4 separate regions of the Mus musculus genome follow, and all the other regions are linked to region 1. Evidence: chromatin contacts called from public HiChIP or PLAC-seq, Micro-C and promoter capture Hi-C data. All regions are on one chromosome and are shown on one strand. The core of a region is the stretch at or near the end of the contact, and the rest is flanking DNA. Distances in the headings are between cores, read along the strand shown.

Region 1 (2,916 bases), core at 198-2,697:
ACCAAATTCCTCCTGTGCTATTAGAGTTTGTGGAAGCTGCCCTACAAAGAAAGCCTGCTCTTTGGAAAAATCATTAGATCAATTAGATCATTTTCCCAATACCCCTTTCACTCTCTTGTAAGCCCCCACACAGTGGAGGTTAGTTGCTCCAGGGGAGCAGTGTTGCTATGCACGAGTTAATTTTCTTTATACTGAATGCAGAATTCAGCCTGCTCTCTGTTCCCTCCCCCCTCTCTCCCTTCTTGCCTCTTCCACCCGAAGTGGAAACTGCAGACTCAAACTCCCCGATGGCTCCAGCACCAGGAACTGGGCATGCTCAGAAGGCCAGGCAGGCTTTGGTTGCAACTGACAGTTCCCCGCCCCTGATTTGCCGCTGCCCCCCTTCCCCCACTCCAACAAGAGATACCGAAATGTTTATCTGAAAGATACGAGGCCTCTTTTTCCCGAGATTGACCCCATTTTAATTTCGTCTCGCGGGGTCTTCGGTCTGGAGAACCCCACTGCTAGCCCCAGTAGACTGCATTATTTTTCAGCACCGGGGACAGCGCCGCGCTGCCTCCGCCGTCCACCCTCCCCCACCTCCTTCCACCCCCCACCCGCCACCCGCCCCAACCTCAGCCCCCACCCCCGCACCAGCACAATGCCAAGGTCTCCCAGCAGCCGCAAACGCCGCAGCTGCGATAGCTCCCAGCCGGAGGCCGGGCCGAACGCCGGGCCGGCTGCTACTTACACTGCTCCGCTTTGGTGGACATGGTGCTGTCCAGATGGAAAGGCTTTGCCCCAAAATCTGTGTCGTGTGAGCTCCCTCGCTCCGCCAGCGATGTTGCGAGGAAAAGAGCGCATACCCCCCACCCCCCACCCCCTCGCTTTCCCCCTCCCTTAGGCCCGTGTCGCTACCATTCGGACAAAACGCACATCAAATTGCAGAATTCGGTCCCGGAAGGTTAGGAAATCGCCCCCGGAGAAATGGGTGGGATTTAATGGGCGGCCAAAGGCTTCCTGTCCGTCCCCTCCTGGAGCTGCCCGCGTGGATGTGGGCGGGGAGACCGAAAGGAGAGAGCGAGCTGCGGCTCCTGGTGAAATGGGAAAATGGGCTCGACCGGGGGAGGAGTATTTCCATTCATAAGGCGCACGGAGGGGCCGGGTGTTTCCCAGAGAAAAGCCTCTTAAAGTGCCGGAGTCCCCGACCATTTGGATCTCCCCATTGGCGTTCTCCAGGCCCGTAGATCCTGCGAGCGAAGCAGCCCCCGGCGCCTCGACGCGGTGACCGGAGAGGAGCACAGGTGCGTCCCACGCGCGTCTCAGCCTCCGGGAGGAAGGGCAGGGAGGCGGATCCGGGGCGGGCTGCACACAGCCGGGCCGGAGGGCGACGACAGTGCTCCAGAGGACTGCGAGGAAGGAAATGGAGAAGTAACCCTCTGCATGGCTTCCCGGCGTGCTGCGCTCCGTGCCCTCTGCCTCCCCTGGCGGATGGGCTCTCCTGCTGCTGAGCAGCGATGGGAGGTCCCAAAGCCAGGGGGCTGTGAGAAGACTTGAGGGGGTGTGGGTTGGAGCTAGGGAAAGGAGGAGATTTCCATAGATGGTAAAGGTGGAAGGTCCACAGAAAAGGAAGAGGAGAAACTGGAGACAGAAAGAACCCAGGTGTGCTCCTCGCAAGCAGTCCAGGCTGGGCGCCTGGGAGAAGCCCCTCTCTCTGCTGGGAAGCAGAAACCAATGGAAAAGGGGAGCGATCAAAAGGGCAACATGCATATTAATAGGAAGACTCCTGGAGAGTCCACCTCAAAGTAGAAAAGCACTAGAAGCCTGGGTTTAGGAGAACCAGATCCCAGACTCTGTTCCATTGCTTGCTATCCGTAAGCCTATGGTTCTTCATCATCTGTAAAATGGGAACAATAAAATCCGCCCTGCCGCCCGGAATCAATGGGCAGTGGAATAATACAACGGAAACAGAAAGACTAACTGCCAGTCATTAGAACCAGTCTTCACTCAAATCGTTCATTTGGAAAACTGGGCGGGGTGCGGGGGTGGGGGTGGGGGACAACAAGCATAGCAAACTGGTTTAGCAAAAGCAATAGGAACTGTAAGTTGATGAGCTATTTTTAATATGAAGAAAATCAATGTTCTTCCATCTCAGGAAGAATGATATGTAGGTTAAGGAAATACTAGTAAATTCCCTGAGAAAAGTACTAATTATCCAGATCTTTGACTATTAAAAACAAAACACTGGGAACAATTATCAAGGTATTCCAAGTGGCCTAGAAAACAGACGTCTAGGGAGCTGTCCGTGGTGCAAGTACTGTGGAGCTGTTTGACTGCGAACAAGGGGAAGGGATTTGGCGCCTGAGGATGCCCCTCCGACTGCATTCTTGGTAGGTAGCTTGAGGTACCTGCCCAGAGACCATCGCGCTCTACCACTGCTTACTCCCCAGACCACAGCCCCGTCTCAGGGAAAGACAAATGATTCTTTGAAGAACGACGGCGAACAGTTCATCTTGAGTAAATAAAATCAAAATACATGGAAGTGGTTCTGAACAAAATATGAATATAATGAACATTTCTGAGAAAATGACAAGCGTTTTGTGTGATTAGAGGAAAGCTCAAGGATTTATTCCAAAATTTCTGGGAAGCTGGAGGCATTAATAAAGAAAACAGTAATTGAAATTTGAAAGAAAAAAAAAGTAGCTTGGACAAACACAGAACAAAGGAAGAAATACGTCTTGGAAATAATTCCCCCACCCCCTGCCTGATGTTGCTGCTGTTTGTCACTGAACATCTATCTCTACATTGAGAACCAGCTGCTGCTGAGGTCGTGCCCACCCGGGGGAATCCCGATCTGGGTTTCAGACCTGCCTCTTGTGCTCTTACGACCTTTCACTTTCTTATGCTTTGATTTTTCTCATCAAAACAAAACAAAAC
Region 2 (2,916 bases), core at 205-2,704, 390 kb after region 1:
CGAACATAGAGAACGGAACTTTCCGATTCTCTGGAGGAAGAACACCCCTGGCTCTGATGTGAATGTGGTCCTAGCATCTGATGTGGCTTCTTTCTTACTGCCAGAGGAAGCTCTGGGCAGAGTGAGGGTAGGAGAAGAGGAATGACAAAGAGAGGTGACAGCCAGGCAGGTCTGTGCACCTAGGGCAGGAGAAGCTATGGTCATGGCTCAGACCAGTGTCCCTGGTCCCAGGACTCATCGGGTGAGACATGGGCCCCTTGGGAAGTCACTGTAGCTGGGCAGCAACAAAAGCAAGAGATCTTTGATGTCTTCTTGTGCAAGCTGTCCCCTGTGCAGGCTCAGCCGCTGCAGTGCTGCCTTTTGGCTCTATGCCAGACTCTTTCCTGCAGCTGCCCAAGGATTGGCCCTGAGGAGTCCACAGGGAACCCTTCCTCTCCCAGGGTACCCCAACATTCCTTCTTACCTTGGTGTCCCCTTTTGTCATGGGGCTGTTCACAGGAAGGGCAAAAACTGGAGAGAGAGAGAGAGAGAGAGAGAGAGAGCGAGAGAGAGAGCACTTGAGATTGCTAATTGGGGCTATCTCTCTGCAACGAGGGAACCCCAGTCCTTCCCTGCGGGAGGCTCAAGGGACCCACCAACCAACACACCCTCAAAACCCAAATAAGTTAGCAGCACTGATTCTGCTATCCCCCCCTCCATGCTGCACCCCCGGGGGGGGGCTGGGCTCAGAGGCTGCACTGAAGAGCCTCAACCCTTCCCCATGGGAATACAGAGCTGAAATCAAGTTCAATGAAAACAAGCCCAGGCCCAGCCATGTAGTGGGACTGAGATAGGAACAGAGGCAGGCAAGGGGAGAAACCCCAGACGTGGCGGGAAAGAGCAGGGGTGAGGGAAGAGATCAAGGACAGGCTGGAGGGTGGAAGGACAGGAGAGGGGTTGAGAAGCCCGCGCCAGTCCCCTATCTCCCCCCAGTGACCTTGGTCGGCGTGGAGCCAGAGCACCAGTGGGTGGTGTGCGGACATGGGTGGGGATGGTCTGCCCAGTGGGGTTGGGTCAGGCTTTATAGTTTCTTCGGGTGTGGTGGGCGACCATAGCCAACATTATGGGTCTTGCGCCTGGACTCAAGCAGGAGACCTGGTGCTGTCCGAGGTGCTGAATCCTCCGGCTCCTCTAGGGACCTGGGGCAAGAGAGGGGATCGTGCTGCCCAGCCCGGAGCCGCTCACCTTGCCCGGCGCACAGCAGAAGCGCCAGAACCGCGGTGGAGCGCATAGCGAGCCGGACGGTGCGGAAAGAGTGGACGAGCTGCTGCAGGAGGATGGCGGGAGTGGGTCTGTAGTCTGGCTACCAAAGCTCTGCACCAGCGGGAACACTGCAGTAGCGGTGGTGGTAACAGCGGTGATGGTGGCGGTGGCGGCGGCAGCAGCAGCAATGCTATGCCGGCTTTTATATACACGCACACGCACGCACACGCGCGCACACACCCAGGAAATTACGTCATAGGACCGCCCCCCCGCGCCCTTTCCCCACCTTCGGGGTCCCGCCCCCCACCTCCAGCTTCTCCATCAGCTGTCTCTATCCCGCTTGTATCTGGTGGCTGTAAAGGGTACCCGGCTTCAGAAGGTGGCACAGCTGAAACTCCACCTGCCAACTTGCTGTGCGTCCGTGGGCAAGTCACTCCTGTCTCTGAGCCTCGGATTCCTCCCCTATTTACCTCTCCAGACTGCTGAGTTTTCCTATACTTCGCGTACTTTTCTCTTGATTTCACTTGGCTGGAGGCACGCCCATCTTTAAGAACTCCCTGGAACATCCAGCGGGTCCCACAGAAGCCTCTTGAACCCCTTGCCTGAGCGAGGCCTCTCCTGAAACTCAGTTGTGTGCCTCGCATTCTGTGTGTATTTAATTGTTATTTGATAGGGGATAGTGGTCACTGCTTCCTCAGTGCCGAGAGCCCTGCGCTGACAACCAGTGGCTTCACACACGTTCAGTGTGTGGACTGAAGGTCCAACCCACACATGGGTGGGTCCTAGGCTCACAGCTCTCAAGGGGCAAGTAAGGCAGGTAGCAGTGTGAGGCAGTTCTCACCATTAAACTAAAACAGAAGTGGTCAGTCCTAGTCCAGCACCCCAGGGACACCTCTGCCTTCAACAGCCCAGCCTTGTCTCTTAAATGTACTTAAAACCTGGATAATTTGGGTGCAACCCTGCTTCCTGGTTGGTTTCCTTCTGCCCCGCCCACCGCAGTTCTGCTCTCACCCTGGGCAGACCACATGGGAAGCCCCGTGCAGCCTGGGCCTAGGGCCACAGTGAACCTGGTATCTGGATGACAGTTTGGCACTGACTGGCATCCTTCAGAGCCCCTCCTTTCTGTCCGCACCTGTTTCCGCTCTTTCCTGCTTCCTGCCCACACCTCTGCCTACTCATGCCCCTAAATGAGAACCGGCTTCGCGTGTATTCATTCAACAACCATGTGTTAAGCATCGACGTGGGCTTAGAACCACTCAGCTGTGCTGGGTGCCAAAGACGCAGCTGTAAACAAAACAGCAAACCCAACCCTTATAGAATTCCCTTTCCAGAGAAAGAAACAAGATGTACACTGTGCTGGGTAGTGGCCATGCTACGAGCATAAAGCAGAGAAGCGGGCGGAGTTCTAGTGAGGGACAGGAATACATTGAAGAGGCTGGTTCTGAGGAGGCCTTACCAGGAGGTGGCATTTAAAGTGAGCCAGAACCTGTGTAGAGGGGGAGCTCTCTCTCCAGGGGAGGGAGCAGCCAGCCAAACGCCCCCTAAGGGAGAAGGTGTCTGGTCCATTCTAAGGAACAGCAAGCAGGTGGGTCATACAAGGCTTTCAGAGATGAATAGCACACATCTCATCTCAATCTTGAGAAATATAGGAGATCCCTCACAGTGGCTCCACCC
Region 3 (2,916 bases), core at 227-2,726, 370 kb before region 1:
CATCTTGAGTGGTTCCGTGTCAGCTAGTACCCTTGGGGACATGGGCAGTGGAGCAGTCTCGGGCCCCAGGGACTCCAGACCCTTGCAGTTTTTCTTATTCTCATACAAAGATGCCTCCCTGGGGGCCAGGCCCACCTCCAGCCCCATTGGGTAGCTGAGAGTGGGCCTTGGCTCCTCCCAGAACGAGGCGGGCAGCTGTCTCTTCCTCATGGGAACCTGGCCGGGTCTAGCAGCCTCTGGATTCAGCCCCCGGAAGCCCTGATCCTTAGAAAGGCATTCCTCCCTAAAGGGGGTCCCCAGGGCCTTTTCTGTGCAGCTCCCACCCCCACCGGGGCTGGATTGGGGACAGGGATGGAGGGGTGGCCGTCCAGGCCTCTCTTCAGGTCCCCTCTGCAGGTGGGGCTCTGCCACCCTGCCAGGCAGGCCCCTAGGGAGCCGCGAGTACTTCTGAGAGAAGCGCTTGAGTTGCTTCTGCAGGTACTTGCGATGGTCCACAGAGCGGCGGCAGGGTGCGGACTTGTCCAGGGCCGCCTTGATGTCACTGGACGCCAGGTTGACAAAATTCAGAAGCATCTTCACGTCACTGTCAGCTGCCATCACCACGAGAACTGTGCAGGGCTTTCCATGAAGAGCATGGGCTCTGGAGGAGCGCACAGGGCAGACCTAGGGAACACAATGAATGCAATAGGCAGCAGGAGTCTCTCCAGGGCAGTTACGCCTTCCCCAGGGCCACCAGGACCCAATGCACACATCCTCCATTCTTCTGTCCCAAACAGAATCCACAATGGGGCTGGTGAGTCGTTATTCAGCACCTTTTGACTATCTGAGATGAGACAGGTGTCAACTATCTCATTCAGTCTTCTGGGGCCTGTTGCCCTCTTCTGGAAGTCAAGGCTCAGAAACTGCAAACACCTTGCTCAAAGCCACCCAGCTACAAGTGGCATTGCTGGGGCTACATTCCCAGTTGGTCGCATCTCCCACACATCGTGAAGGCCAGCGCGCACGACTCACCATTCAAGTTTTTATTTTCAAAGCCAAAGAAATCCTCTAAAGAAGGCCAAGCCCCCTTCCCCCTCCTTGGTGGTGGCCTTCCCCTCCCACCACCCCGCCCCCTCCGCAGTCCCCACGCTCCACCCCCAACTCTCACACAGGGCCAGGCAGGATCTCTGTCTAGCACTTAATCTAGACCTGCCTTCAAGGCTCATCCCTGCCGGCCGCAGGGACTCCCCTGTAGAAGCATCTGCAGCAATTTCATGCCTCCTCGGCCACCACCCACAGTACTGTGCCCCTCCCCCAAGGCTCTAGTCCGCTCACGCCCTGCCCTCCACCCAGCCAGGCCAAACCACTTGGGACTCCGTACTGACCGAAGGTGAAGGCCAGGGCCCCCCGCCAACGTGGCCGGCAGGTTCCCCACCGTAGACCCCCGCAAGCCTGACGAGCTGGCGTGCAGTGAGCTCCGTGCAGGCTGAGAAGCAGTTGTGCACAGCCCTTGAGTGGGCTGAATGGAGGACAAGTCCGGAGCTGGGGGGCCCTCAGGCCAATCAGGAGCGCCTCTCCAGATACAAAGCATCCCAATCAGGCGGCGGAGCCCCGGTCCCACATTCTTTGCCGTCACAAATTGTCACCATGGGGACCATCACAAAAAAAGACAGCTCCCAAATGCAATCATTTCCCGGTAAATTTCTACCCTTCAGCCCCACTTTTCTCCAGTCTCCATACCCACTCCTCCCCTTGACCTCAGTAACCTGGTTTCTTGAGGTGTGTGTGTGTGTGTGTGTGTGTGTGTGTGTGTGTGTGTGTGCGCGCAAAAAGTATTCAGGATCAAGGAGGGCTGGGCACAGTGAGACAGGCACCCAACCTTCCCCAGATACTTCAGGTCTCCAGCTGCCATGCTCCAGTGCAGACAGACAATCGGATGGGGTAAGCCGGAGTGGGCTGCTTTTCCTCTGCCCTTGAGTGTTGAGTGTGCATTCTCTGACTCTGTCTCTGGCCTCGTGTCTCTCACCTCTTTCAACCGTCCTTCCTGAAGGGTCCCCCTGGGATGGATTTGAGAGGTGCACTGATGTGGGGAAAGGTAGCCCTGGCGGGCTGGCTGAGGGGTGCTGGGATATCCATGGGAAGGGAGCCGAGGCTCTCAGGAATCTTGTCTTTATGTTTGCTTCCTCAATTGAGCTGCACAAAGCCTGAATTGCCCATTCAGTGCGGCCGGACAAAAGGGTGGCGTTGCACGGTCCCCTTGCGTTTGTAGTCAAACAGTTAGGGACTTAAATCGAGTCGTCATGATGGAGAAAGAGGTGGACAAAGCCCATAGAATTGCCATCAGCAAACATTTTCCTGTGTCATATTAGCTAGTCTCCATGGCTCCCCCTGGCCCAGGGACAATGGCACAAGTTTGCACACTTGGCTACTGTCACCGTGCCAACGCCGGCAGGGCTGCAAGCAGGGCCGCTCAGTTGGAGCAAGTGAGGGAGCCCAGGCTGCCGTGGCCCTGCCCATCAAATGCCCAGAAAGAAGGTGAGGCTGAGAGCAGCCCGGTGAAGGAGAACTGTCTGGGAAGTGCTCCCGGGCAGGGTCTCCATGCTAGCCAGCTCAGTGGACCCCCGCAGGTCCACTTTCCTCCCCTTTCCCTGTCTTTCTGTCATCTTCTTCTGTCTCCGACTGCATAGTGGCCCACAGCTTCATACCACAGGCATGGTTGCATACCCTGACTTAGGAGTGGCACCAAGAGACATCTGCTGTAGGGATGAGGCACCTGTCTAGAGTAGCCCTAAGTTCCCTCCTCTGGAGGAGACGGCCCAGGGCTAATGAGCTGCAGCTCTAACTCCAAGAGCTCCACATGCTCTCTGTGCAGAGCCAGAGCAGAACAAACAAGGGTGTGCTGCTGGCATTAGGACCCCTGTCCTGGTAACCAGCTCA
Region 4 (2,916 bases), core at 214-2,713, 290 kb before region 1:
CTAGGTACGCACTAAGAAGGGGAGGCCTTGCTGCTGTGCTCTGATGAAGGAAGCTGCAGGAGAATTGGTCTGAAACCTGCTTTGCAAAGCACTTTGTACTTTTGTGAGTTTACCTGGAGTGACTTGGGGACAGCCAAGGGGAACTAAGTAACTTTCTTAACCAGTGGGCTGTGGTATCTACCCTCGGTTATAAGCCTCCGGTTCTCTTACCTAACCCCAGGCAGAATTGCCCAGCTCTTTGCGACTTTGACTGGAATGGTCACACCCCCACCTCCAGGGAACATCAATCAGAGCATTTAATAAAGCGCTATCACCAGATGAGCAGGGCGCCTGCGTGGCGCCTGGGAAGGCTCCTGTAGGAAGGAGCAGCATGCAGCTTGTTTGAACGAGATGCAACCAGCTCCTTCCTGAAGAACCGACTTGTTGATAATCTTGCATCAAACAGGAGTTTGTGGATAGTGGAGGAAAAGTCCTGGGGAGAAGGCTTTCCCTGAAATGTCACAACTCCCCCTAAGACACAGCGGAGTTAATAGAGAGGTCCCGAGGTCATGATTGCCAAATGGAGGGAGGTCAGGCACATTGCTTTGGAGGGCTAGCCAGCACCATCCTAGCTCAGCACACACAGGGGAAAGGGGGCGCCGCTATGATAGTGTACAGACGGGGTCCCCACTAGTCAGACCTTACTACCACCTTCCCGCAGCCTGGGGGATGAACTTGAGGGAAGGGCAAGCAGAAGCAGGTTGCCACTGTCACTGGGAGTCCTCGGCCTCTAGGGTGAATAAATAAATTATTAAGCGCCCAATACACAATAGCCTCGCTAGATGGAGACGAGGAATCACTGCAGCGGCGCTGGCGGCCGCGGCAGCGGGGAGCGCGGGCGGGAGTGCAGCCCGGGAGGGAGGCGGGCGAGGCTCTGGCTCCGCTCACGTCTGTTTTCCTTTTTCGTGCATTATTTATTTCGCCTCCGCCCGCGGCCCTGCTGCCGGAGCGGGTGCTCCGGGCCGGCGCCTCTCGCCCGCTGCCTCCCGCGGGCCCCGGGCACCCTGCGCCCCGGGCAGCCGCTCGGCGCCACCAGGAAGGGCGGGGACCGGGGCGGCGCAGGGACCCGTGGCTGGGCTGAAGGAGGACTCCTGCGGCCCGCTCGCGGAGGACCCGAGGACACTTTCCCCACCCTCTGCCTGGGCTGCCCGACCTCGGAAGTGGCCGCCTTTCCCGGCCCGCGCGCGGCCAAGCGGAGCCTGGAGCTCCGTGCGAGTGCGCCGCGCCCCGGTCTCCCAGATCAGCTGCCCTGGAGGCCCAAGCAGCGCGCAAACTTTTGCTCCAGCGCCCCGCGCTCGTCCTCTGCAAGTGAAGCCCCCGAGCGCGCGCGCAGCCGCCAGGGTGAGCTTAGAGGCCCCGCCTAGAGGGCGGGGGACTGGGGAGGCGGCTGGCTTTAAATGGGGGCCGTCCGGCTGCTGAGAGCAGAGCTGCTGTGGGGGCAACCCTGACCTCCCTTCTCCGTGTCGACGATCGGTGGGGGTCGCCACCAGGCAAGGTGGCGTGAGGCATCGGAGGGGTGCGGGCGGTGATGGGGGCGTGCAGGAAAACCTACGCCTGCCCGGGAACAGGAGCTGGGGTTTGGGCGGCAAATGGGGGCACGTACGGAGGTGCCTATGAGACAGTGTGCGCACTGAAGTCCCTGGGGCAGAAAGACTACATGCAGCGAGTGATTTGGTGGTACTGTGCAAGCAGAGTCAAGTGTGCGGACGGGAGTCGGTGGCGGTGCATGGGGGTCACAGTGCGTGCGCGCGCAGAGTGAGTGATTCACTCTGGGTTTGAAGCGTACTCCTAGTCAGAGTTGTGCATGGCCGTTTCTGGGTTTGTATGAGGTTCAATAAGTGTGTTTGGATGTTTCTGGGGGTGTGCACGGGATCAAGGTGTGCATGCGGTATTCTGAAGGGGAGGGGGTGTGCTCCAGGATAGGTAGGTGTGAGTTCTGGGAAGCACCGAGAGTCAGCAAGTGTGTGCGCACTGGAAGGAAGATGAAGACTTGCTTTGCGCAGGTGCCCCAAAGTGCGGGGCAAGTGAGTCCTCATCGAGTTGGTTCTTGAATTGGTGCTATGGTTTATGCAGTGTCCACCTGACTCAAGCCTTGCTCCCTTGACAGTTAGCTCACCAGTGGGCGCCGCAGGCCGAGATGCTACTCCGGGACCTGGTGCTGCGCCATGGCTGCTGCTGGCCCTCACTTCTGCTGCACTGTGCGCTGCACCCACTCTGGGGTTTAGTTCAGGTGAGAAGCGGGCAGAGGCCTCCTGGGAAGGGGGTAGGGTCACTTCAGAGCTCCCCCTACAGCCACCTACTGAGTGGTCTTGGGGATACTTGGGGAGGAAGAAAAACTGGTCAAGTATAACATGCTCTGACCCTGAAAAAAAATAAGAAACTTTGCAAAGAGTCTCAGTTGTGGCCTAAGGCCTGCAGTACTGAATGAACGTGATATAGGAAGGTGCTAAGACCTCATAGTGAACTCTACTGCAGCTTTTATGGAAAGAAACAAACTTATAAACAAACAAACAACAATACCAAAAAAAACCCAACCCCCCCCCAAAAAAAAAATCCCACAGTGGTGCCTTGTTTCCTACCAGATTCGACCCCTAAACTTCAAATTAGCCTTCCAACTAACTGTCTCCAACCTGGGGTAAGGGCTGTGTTTCTTCTAAGTGGTGGCTGGGGAGGTGGATGGTGACCCACGATTCATGCAAAACACAGTCTGTCAAGACTGCTGGAGGACAAACCCTCACCTTTGACCTCCCAGTCTTCAGGACAGAGACCAAGCCCCCACTAACTCCAGTTACTCGAGGTGATTGGATGGGATGTTCTCTAGTCCTGCCCTTAAACCCCCGTTGACCAGTCCTTTACCAGCAAGGTGACTAAACAAGA

Evidence for each region. Promoter capture Hi-C pulls out the DNA fragments that hold promoters and counts their contacts. Hi-C and Micro-C count contacts between places; a contact is called where the count stands out from the background. HiChIP or PLAC-seq counts read pairs in DNA pulled down with a chosen protein or histone mark.
Region 2: a Micro-C map of granulosa cells shows a contact between it and region 1, with 2.2 times the contacts expected there. The contact joins the promoter of Chga here to the promoter of Unc79 in region 1. A contact is called at or near these places in 2 of 39 promoter capture datasets (both in liver) and 2 of 484 Hi-C or Micro-C datasets (embryonic stem cells and granulosa cells).
Region 3: a promoter capture Hi-C map of stem cell-derived epiblast-like cells shows a contact between it and region 1, with 2.8 times the contacts expected there. The contact joins the promoter of Fam181a here to the promoter of Unc79 in region 1. A contact is called at or near these places in 3 of 39 promoter capture datasets (embryonic stem cells, neural stem cells and stem cell-derived epiblast-like cells), 8 of 484 Hi-C or Micro-C datasets (all in embryonic stem cells) and 1 of 9 other capture datasets (pancreatic islet).
Region 4: an H3K4me3 HiChIP or PLAC-seq map of embryonic stem cells shows a contact between it and region 1, with 2.2 times the contacts expected there. The contact joins the promoter of Prima1 here to the promoter of Unc79 in region 1. A contact is called at or near these places in 2 of 484 Hi-C or Micro-C datasets (both in embryonic stem cells) and 1 of 115 datasets of contacts at active chromatin or transcription factors (embryonic stem cells).

The regions. Positions count from the first base shown.
Region 1 is chr12:102,947,390-102,950,305 of GRCm38.p6, reverse strand. It overlaps Unc79 (unc-79 homolog), which reads right to left and starts at 1,447. Exons shown (of 49, transcript NM_001081017.2): 1 at 731-1,447. The coding sequence starts at 752.
Region 2 is chr12:102,553,479-102,556,394 of GRCm38.p6, reverse strand. Chga (chromogranin A) reads right to left here and starts at 1,454. Exons shown (of 8, transcript NM_007693.2): 1 at 1,225-1,454; 2 at 464-510. The coding sequence starts at 1,270.
Region 3 is chr12:103,313,519-103,316,434 of GRCm38.p6, reverse strand. It overlaps Fam181a (family with sequence similarity 181, member A), which reads right to left and starts at 1,476. Exons shown (of 2, transcript NM_001195726.1): 1 at 1,365-1,476; 2 at 1-663. The coding sequence starts at 597. It overlaps Gm29508 (predicted gene 29508), which reads left to right and starts at 1,666. Exons shown (of 3, transcript NR_136894.1): 1 at 1,666-1,920.
Region 4 is chr12:103,240,693-103,243,608 of GRCm38.p6, reverse strand. Prima1 (proline rich membrane anchor 1) reads left to right here and starts at 1,463. Exons shown (of 5, transcript NM_133364.2): 1 at 1,463-1,534; 2 at 2,147-2,269. The coding sequence starts at 2,177.